Regions from separate parts of the Muntiacus reevesi genome. Here region 2 is linked to region 1. Evidence: chromatin contacts called from public Hi-C data. All regions are on one chromosome and are shown on one strand. The core of a region is the stretch at or near the end of the contact, and the rest is flanking DNA. Distances in the headings are between cores, read along the strand shown. Region 1 holds the start of LOC136163073 (gastrokine-3-like). Region 2 holds the start of FBXO48 (F-box protein 48).

What was found. A called contact is a pair of places that touch in the nucleus more often than the background predicts.
Region 2: a Hi-C map of muscle shows a contact between it and region 1, with 11 times the contacts expected there. The contact joins the promoter of FBXO48 here to the promoter of LOC136163073 in region 1. A contact is called at or near these places in 2 of 3 Hi-C or Micro-C datasets (blood and muscle).

What each region holds. Positions count from the first base shown.
Region 1 is chr3:37,766,789-37,771,611 of mMunRee1.1, reverse strand. It overlaps LOC136163073 (gastrokine-3-like), which reads left to right and starts at 1,974. Exons shown (of 6, transcript XM_065927507.1): 1 at 1,974-1,985; 2 at 3,287-3,340; 3 at 3,742-3,876. The coding sequence starts at 1,974.
Region 2 is chr3:38,168,793-38,173,615 of mMunRee1.1, reverse strand. It overlaps FBXO48 (F-box protein 48), which reads right to left and starts at 2,378. Exons shown (of 4, transcript XM_065927251.1): 1 at 2,173-2,378; 2 at 1,512-1,637; 3 at 1-186. The coding sequence starts at 150. APLF (aprataxin and PNKP like factor) reads left to right here and starts at 2,640. Exons shown (of 10, transcript XM_065927248.1): 1 at 2,640-2,658.

The sequences.
Region 1 (4,823 bases), core at 725-3,224:
TATTTAGATATATACTTTGCAAATATTTTCTCCCATTCTATAGGTTGTCTTTTTAATTTATTGATTGTTTCCTTTGCAGCACAGAAGATCTTTAGTTTGTCTATTTTAGCTTTTCTTTGCCTGTGTTTTTGGTGTGGTATCCAAAAAAATCATTGCCAAAACCAATATCAGGGATCTTTTCTCCTATGTTCTCTTCTAGAAGTTTTACACTTTCAGATCTTATCATTTACGTATTTGGTCCCAAATAGCCAAAGAAATTTTGAGGAAGAAGAACAAAGCTGGAGACGTAAAACTTTCTGATTTCAAACTATATTACACAGCTAAAGTAATCAAGATAATATGGTACTAATTGATGCTGTGGAGAAGGCAATGGCACCCCACTCTATTACTCTTGCCTGGAAAATCCCAGGACGGAGGAGCCTGGTAGGCTGCAGTCCATGGGGTCGTGAAGAGTCGGACACGACGGAAGCAACTTAGCAGCAGCAGCAACTGATGCTGGGAAAGATTGAGGGCAGGAAGAGAAGCGGACAGCAAGGATGAGGTGGTTGGATGGCATCACCAACTCAATGGACATGGGTTTGGGTAAACTCTGGGAGTTGGAGATGGACAGGGAGGCTTGGTGTGCTGCGGTTCATGGGGTTGCAAAGAGTCGGACACAACTGAGTGACTGAACTGAACGTAAAAACAGGAGCATTAGATCAGTGGAACAGAACAGTGAGTTCAGACATAACCAATGCATGTTCAGTCAACAAATTTTTGACAAAGGCATCACGACCATACAATGGATAAAGGATAATCTAGTCAACAAATCATGTTGGGAAAAATGCATAACCACATGCCCCAAAATGAAAGTCATTCTTTTATTGCATTTTACATATTCAGCCAATAACTATTGACCATGTGCTCTGTGCATGGTGTTTTTAAGATACTGACAGCCATAATATAATATAGAGATTATATTATCTGAGCCCTGGGTGACCTAAGCGCCCCAGGGCCCACTTAGTTTATGCTCCCATTGAAAATTCACAGGAAGTACTATAAGAACAGAGCTGTCTGTCTTCCACTTTGGTCATTCCAGTGCCCAGCCTCATCCATATACTTCATCTTTATCTCTGAAGAAATACGTTCATTTGATTATGACCTTTTGGAATTTGGTCCAGGTAGTTGGGTCACAACCAGTCAAGGGCTTGATAAAAAATAAGAAAATGTTTGAAATAGCCTGAGTTAGTATTGACTAGTCATAGAAAGTTGTTCTCTATGTCTCAGGAGATCCAGTGCGGCTCAAATTGTCCTTCATGGAAAAAGTCACCCTGAAACAAAGGTTGGGAGGAGAAAGACAAATTATAGAGTGGAAGCAAAATATCAGAATATTAGGATGTCACCCAGAGGTAGATCTTTGAAGAGGTTAAATGAGGTCAGCTTGGTGGGTGGGCAGAAGGCATTACAGGACCAACCCTGTGATTTGGGGTTTGGATGAAGAACTGGACCAGTCTTCTCGCCAATCTAATCTTGTGGTTACAATTCATCTCTTTTGGTTCCATAAGGTTTTTCTCAACCACCTCCACTATTAGTGAAGAGTTTCTCTGGAACTGGGAAATAGAAATGGTAAACACTGATTTTGTATCAGGACCACTTGGTGAGATCTACTATTTGCAATCCTTCCTTAACTATTAAAGCCATGGGCACACCAGCCCACAAAGCCTTGTTCTTTCCCATGTTTGCCTTATGTAACCAGTGGAGGTATTTGAGTAAAAGGAAAATATTTAGAAGTAGTTAAATAAAAGTGATAACAGTGATTACATAAACTTGCCTTTTCCCCCCCAAATGGTATTCAGATTATGATTAATTTCCCAGAATCTTTTACATGGTAGTAGTTGAAAGGTCCAAGACTATATAAACCAGGCTTAGAAAGTAAATAGGACACGAAAATTCTTTTATGCATGCAGTTGCCAAGGTTCTGAGAAAGAGGCAATATGAAACACCTTGTAAGTATATTTTCTGGTTTTGAATATAGGTAACTATGTTTTCAGAGCCAGAATAGCCAGGGAGTAGTTCCTTTTTCCCATCGACTCTTCAAATTAACCCTAAATAGAACTTCCAAATATTAACTTGGCACATAACTTCCCTGTTGGTAAGCCTCTCTTTTTTTAGAACATCAGAAAATGGGTCTTTCCCAAAAGAATTAATAGCTAGTTTCTTAAAAGGTCAACAATCTTTGCGGATTGAGTAGATATTCATATTTTAGGGTCTTTTCTTCCTAGATTCATTTTATTTATAAATTTCTGGCAAAGAAAATTTCAAGTGTATTTAACACATGGCACTAATTCTAAGAATCATTTAATAGAATATTATTGCTGTCTGTATCACATGTTTTTCCTTGGTTAACCTCATTGCATTGTGGTTATTATTCAGAGAGTAACTGTTGTCTTTTTCTTTGAAGATGTATCTCACATTCATGGTGTCATCACATGCAGAATACTGCATAGGATATTGTGGGGAGGGGGAGGAAGGGGGTTTCCTGTCGATTTCGGCTTATGTTGTAAGTGCTCTTGAGCTGAGTGAGCCTTAAGTAGACCAGATAATGAGCTGTGAGTTGTAAGGAAAGATTCTCTGCTACATTTATCTTAGCCTGTTCCCATCCTTCTAATTCTCTTTCACTATTTTCTGGTGTCTGAAATGCCTCCAATAGGTTAGGCAGGTCACACCAAGAGCAAGAGCAAACGATTCACTGCAAATATCTCAAGAACTACTCACCCTTGAGTAAAACCTATTTCAAAATAAGGTATAAACAAGTGATGCATAATATTTTATGCTCAGGCAAGGTGGAAGAAACTGGAGGAGAGGAAATTGGAAGGATATCAGATTCCAGAGGGGAGAGAGGGGGTCCCCACTGGTTGGGAAGAAAGAAGGAGGTATAGACAGGAAGACGGGGACCTGAATTATCACTTATTTTACAACTTGACTTAAGATGGCCCTGCATTATATGCAGATCAAGTGCTTGATCAGGTTGCCTAATCTTTAGCCCAGTGATTGATAGTAGACGTAGAACAAAACAAAAGGTATCTTTGAATGAATGATAAAGCTTTCCTTCTTGAGTAGCCAGTATATCGAACACATGGAATGACAGTCTCCTGATATATTTGGGGCCTCTAGGGCAAGAGACACTATAAAAATTACAGATTTTTTAAGACGGCTCCAACCCTGGGGTTCCTCTGAGCCCCAGGCCCTGGGCTCATCTGAGGCTAAGGGAGCCAGCCCTGTACACTGACATTTGTTTCCATTTCAGATTGTGCCTTCAATCCTTGTGGTCCTCTTCCTAGCTCCATCTCTGGCCCTGATGGTAAGTGAGGGTGGAGAGGGCTCAACCTGTCTGGTCCTCCTGAAGCAGAAGTACTTCAAAGGTGATAATCTGGGGTGCTGTGCTGTGATTAGTCACTCAGTCGTGTCCAACTCTTTGCAACCCCATGGACTGTAGCCCACCAGGCTCTGCTGTCCATAGGGATTCTCAAGGCAAGAATACTGGAGAGGGTTGCCATGCCCTCCTCCAAGCGATCTTCCCAACCCAGGGATTGAACCCAGGTGTCCTGCCTTGCAGGTGGATTCTTTACCATCTGAGCCACCAGGGAATCTGGAGGGGCCTCCGTCAAATTTCTTGTGAGGACCCCTTTATATCTGTGAGAGATGGGCAATGCAGGAACTCTGGACTTAGGACTGTTCTCCTTGCTGCCTTCTCTTCTCCAGAACATCAGTGACAACCATCCTCTGGATGGATATGTTGGGACCCAGAGCATCCATGTCAATGCCTTTCGAGGTATGGTCAGCATCCGAGACAACAATGTTTTGAGTGAATGGGATGGAGTCTTGGACTACAAGAATGTAAGATTTAGAAAACGTTCATTACAATGCCAAAGAAAGCCTTGCCTGCTCCAAAATTTAGCCTCCTGCTTTTCCAGAGAGAAGAGAACCCTGTCTACACAGGCCTTCTCTAAGTTTAAGGTCTTGAGGGAATACATCTCTCTTGGTAAGGAACCAGCTTTCATGCATTTGCAGTGACTTCTTTTTGAGCCATAGGAGGAGCTTCTGAGATCTCTAGGGATCCAGCACCCCTTTGTGTTCCTCTCCTGTGTTGACTTCACAGGGCTCCTGAAGGCCTCTGAAATAAGAGAGCTATTTTTAAGAATTCTGATGTCCTCTAACTTGTATGTGCCATAGAGGTTCTTTGGTCTTGCTCTCAGATTTTAATCAGTTTATTTCCAAAGCAGGAAAATAATTTATTTTCACTTTTAGAAATCTTGCTTCCACTTGCCCACGTGGTCAGGGATGACGAGGCATGACCTGGAAGAAAGAGGCAGGATTGGAACGGACGGCCCCATGATAGAAAAGTTATATGACAAGAGACACGGCACAACCAGAGACATGATGCAGCTTTTGAGTGCTTCGGTTTCCTCATCTGCAAAGGAGAATCAATGGCTGCCTTTCCTACTGGAAAGGACTCAGAGGGTTAAGTGAAGGAAAAGACCACACCCCCCTACCCCCCAACTCCCTGCATGACCCTCTGCCATCCAGCCCCTGCTGTCTGGAAGCCCAGCTCCTACTTTCCCCCCTCAGGACAGACTCCACAAACACGGGCTTTCTCTCTGCTCCCCCTGGGCCTCCCCAAACTCTGTCCTCCCCATTCTTCACCTGACCCACTCCTGATTTCCTGGAGGACAAGGCTCCTGAGTCTTCTTACAGGACATGCAGGTCAGGGATTTCTAACTCTGTTTTAAGCCATAAAGACTTTTCTTCCAACAAAGATTTCGCAAAATTCCACCTGATGGAAC
Region 2 (4,823 bases), core at 1,129-3,628, 400 kb before region 1:
TAGCTGACTGAAAATTTTAAAAGTAACTTCTGGAGGCAGCAGTTCAACAAAATTATTTTGACACTCTTTTTTTTCCTTTTCAGCATCCACAGAGTTCAATTCTATGTCAGAAACTCTTGAAGCGTGGTTTCTCTTGGAGTTTTTCTTCATAGCTTGGTATTTTAGTGAATTATCCTCATATATAACCTGAAAGGCAAAGGCTAAATATATTCACTGCCTTTAGACCAGACTGTAGACGCCCCTTTGAGCCCGATACTTTCGTGGTTAGATTTAACGAATTTTAACTTTCTTGACTTGAACTCTTCAGTCTGTCAAATGGAGCCAGTGATGCTAATCTGGTGTGTCTTCCTACAAGGATGACCAGAGATGATGAGTGAAGAATTTAGCTCTACGTCTGAACTGCACGCAGGAGACATGCAACACATGCTACTCCTTTTCTTCTTTTTAGATATTTTTGGTAAATGAGTTTCTTTCTAAACATTTGTTTTTCTACTCCCAAAGAAAATTATCTGAAAAAGAGATGTGATTCTTCACATTCAGTCTATAATTTATTTTTAGTAGTAGAAATAACTATGGTGAGAACACATGCTATTCCAAGTATTGATTGAAAAAACTTTTGAAAATGTATATGTTTCAGTTCTACTCAACTCATTGAATATTAGTCTGTGGGAACAAATGCCGTGTCTTTAAGTTTTTCACTTATAACTTGTGACTTAATGACAAACCTAATGAACTTTCAGTAGTTTATATAAGAATTGTTTATCTACTTGCACTTAATAGGTAAGTGCTCACATTTGACACAAATGCTGTCTGAAATGGACAAGAGGTTGAGGCCTGGGCTATACTGACAAAATCGCAAATATTCAATTAGTTATAAGAGTTGTGTTTTAGAAAGCTTCTTGAGGCTATTCCACATGTATAGTTAATTACGAACTAAGATAACTAGTCATTAAGGCCATCAAACAACAGTGACTAACAACTAAAAACAATATTTATAATGCATCTATGTAAACCACATGACTAAAGATTGAAAGTCCAGTCTGAGCTAATTTACCGAAGGTGCATGGTTTAGGCTCCCGATATCAGTTGAAAGTATGGAGGTATTTTGGCATATAAAGACAGTTCATATTTACTTAAAATCAGTTTATTCCAGTTTGTACTGCCTTTTATAGTGAGGGGTGTTGGCGCAGGAGGGGTTTCAGATATACCTAATACTTTATTTTTCTTAGCTAATGACAAATTCCCCTTTCTAGATGTGCTCAGTTCAGTTCAGTTCAGTTCAGTTGCTCAGTCGTGTCCGACTCCTTGAGACCCCATGAATTGCAGCACGCCAGGCCGCCCTGTCCATCACCAACTCCCGGAGTTTACTCAAACTCATGTGCATCGAGTCGGTGATGCCATCCAGCCATCTCATCCTCTGTCGTCCCCTTCTCCTCCTGCCCCCAATCCCTCCCAGCATCAGGGTCTTTTCCAATGATCTAGATGTGCTACTCACCTATATGTTTCTATACCTGTCAAGACCACAGATGCTCCCGTTCATTTGGTTATGATCCAAGTTGGCTACAGTGGTCAGAATTTTAATGTCTGACTTCGACAGAGGATTTCCTCTTGAGAGTTTGGGGAAGTAAGAAAGCAAACTGCAAAAAAATAAGTTCATAAGTCAAATTTTGCCCTTCCACCCTCTAGCCCTCATCAATATAAACTAAAGCCAAACTATTCTTGAAAAGAATCTCATACTAGGAGAAAGTTACTGTGCATTTAAACGCACATTTGTTGTTTCTCCTAAGATCTCCCTGGAGATAAATACGTCCTCCCGTTACAATTACTCCACACGAGACAGATGAAAGCATTTGAATTTAACAGATGGGGGTGCCTAAACCCCACTAGGCATTTTTCTTCTTCTGAGTCCCATTTTGCCTGGATGTCTAGAAACCTATCCTCTTCTTTCTAAACCAAACTTTGCTAAATTACCTCTCTAATTAGGTGACAGGTCACCCCTCTTTAAGGTGTCACACGGAGGGAGGAATCGTAAAGCAGGGCAGACGCTCGGCTCTCGGGGAGCCTCCACCCCAGGCAGACACTGCAGGCCGTCGGGAAAGACCTCACGTCCCATCTGAACCACCCTCCTGGCATGCCCGGAGCCCACAGCAGCTGTCGGAGTCCAAAGAATACCTGGGCATTGACAGGTAAACAGTAACAACTGTCAGCCCCGACTGTCACCGCAGCTCCGGTCGGCCGAGCAGAGGCTGTGCGAGCGCCAGGACTGCGCCCCGGATTACGTCTGCCAGACGTCAGCGCAAAGGGAGGACCCCCTCCTACCTACTGGAAAGCTGCTACCTCTCGATCCGCGATTTAAATTGTTTAGAAATCGAATCCTTCCCCCAGTCCCTTTCTTCCCACCCACTCTAGCCCCGCCTTGCTGACTCAGATTTCGCACAGGCGCAGAGAGGGGCGCGCGTTGCCTCTTGGGATTGGTAGTTTTCCAGGGGCGCCTGAGATCGGCAGTGGAGGAGAAGGGAAGGCGTCATGGACTACAAAGACCGGCGTCCTCCGAGACGGGTGGGCGGTGAGAAGCGCTGGGGTGGGGGGGGGGGGGAAATTGGGTAACCGGGGCTTTTAAAAGCCCGATTGGAGGCGGTGTGAAAGGGGATTCCCTGAGTACGTCACTGGCCGGAGTGGAGGGGCGGGGTTCGGTCCCCCTCGGTGGGGCCCCAGCTCCGCGCAGCCGGGGCACAGTGGAGGTCAGTCTTTGCTCTGCCTCCGGCTGTGTTTCTTGGGGCCTGCCTGGGCCTCGCGCCTGTCGTAGGAAGGCGGAAACGGCTGCAGGGTCTCGCCCCTTGCGAAGGGGTCTGTTTAATCCTCGCCGCCATGTCCGGGGGCTTCGAGCTGCAGCCGCAGGACGGCGGCCCCCGGGTGGCCCTGGCGCCCGGGGAGACGGTCATCGGCCGCGGGCCGCTGCTGGGAGTAAGTGTGGCGGGGGTTCGGCGGCCCCGGAGAACCGCGAGGTCCGGGCGGGCTCCTGAGGCCCTATTCTGGGTCCTGCCCGGGTTCCCCACCGCTCCGGCCAGGCCGTTCTGGATTTTAGAAGTTTGAAGGCAGCACGTTTTTCAGTCAACTTGAACTAACTCGCAGACGTTTCCTTCTGCTGCCTTTAAAAAGCACTGACCTGGATTATCGTCATTAGTGTTTTACCCGGAGGTCGGCAGACTATGGCCCTGGCTCCAAATCCAGCCAGCAATTGTTGGGACCCACATACTAAGAATGCTTCTCAGATTAAAAAATGTAAACAAAAAAACCCATATTAGCCTTTAAGGGAGAAGAATTTCTCTAAGGGTTGGGAATATTGCCTGTTAGCTTGATAAACCACGATATTTATAGTAGTTTCTTTCTGGCCCTTAACAGAAAAAGTCTGCCAACCTCTGATTTTAGTTTTTCTAGAATAATTTCTTTTAATCTTTGGCCGCTCTGGTGGTACTGCCTGGGCGTTACTTTTATTGTAATAATCTTTTTCAGTAACGTCAGTGACTCACCTTTATGTAGTGTGTAGAATTCCAGGCATTGATCTAAAGACTACTTGTACCAGCTTCTTTAAACCTTTCCAAACTTTTTGAGTTGGGTGCTCGTATCTTCATTGTTCAGATGAGAAAATTGAGCGAGTTATTTAAGGGACACACACACAAGATTTTGGGTTACAGTGCAACTGGATTATGTATTCTTCCTCTGGGGTGTTTAGGAGTTAGAAAACTTGCCTGTAACGTTCTGGAAATTTGTCGATCTCTCACTAAATACATATATATTGTTTTCTCGACATGCAACGTGTCTTGTTTACTGGCCACTTTATGCTGCGCGTCTGCAGACCCTAGCACTGCGGGGGTACACAGAGATACAATGGATACTTGCCCTCCAGTTTTCTCTTGGACTGTCTGAACAAAGCGTGTCAGTGAGCCTATACCAGGGAGTAAGGAGTCTGGTCACTTACCCTGATTATCCGCCAGTGTCTAAATGGAACCATTGGTATTAGGCTTAGGACCCCTTTCTGAGCAGAAAAAGGAAAGGTGATTCAAGGCGGTGATGGGGAAATTAGTTTTAGAGGAGTGTGAGTGTATGTGTATGTAGTGGGATTGAGAGACTTCAAGTTCACTTGCTGATTTTTTTTTTCTCACTTAAATGTGTATTACTTTTCTCCATAGTCTATTATATACAAACCTTTGGAGTAACTGCTTGGGAGGTTTTCTTCCTCTGTTTTCCTTCCTTTCTTATTCTCTTCCGTCCTTTCCTCTCTTCCCTCCCCGTCTATTCCTCTTTCTCTCTCACTGCCTACTTCTTTCTCTCATTTTATCTCAATTAGAAATAGAGTATCTGCTTCATCTAGAAATCTTATGTCTGGTTACTAATAAGTTTTAATTTACTCAACAAATCATATAATTAATGTAGAGTACTATGGATTGGGTTAAATGATGGGTGAATTTTAGGCCCCTGTTTTCTAAATTTGGCACCAGGTCTCAGACCCTTCATTATTTGTAGCTTGATCTTTGCTAATAGGTTTGCTAATGTGAGACAAGCTTATTTGGTTTCTGTTTTTAAAAATGGTAAGGAAAAAATAAATAAATAAAAATGGTAAGGAATAAGAAGTCAGTTACCTGGTCAGGATTTAGTTTTTCCTTTTGGAATAGTCATTGATGATGAGATTCTGTTGCCAAATTTGGTGGGTATTAGAAGTGAATGATACTAGATGTGTTGAAGGAAAACTTTGAAGAACAAACAAATCACCTTGTGGTTTTCAAGATTTTGGAGCTGACAGGTGTTTCTTCTCTACAGTGTTT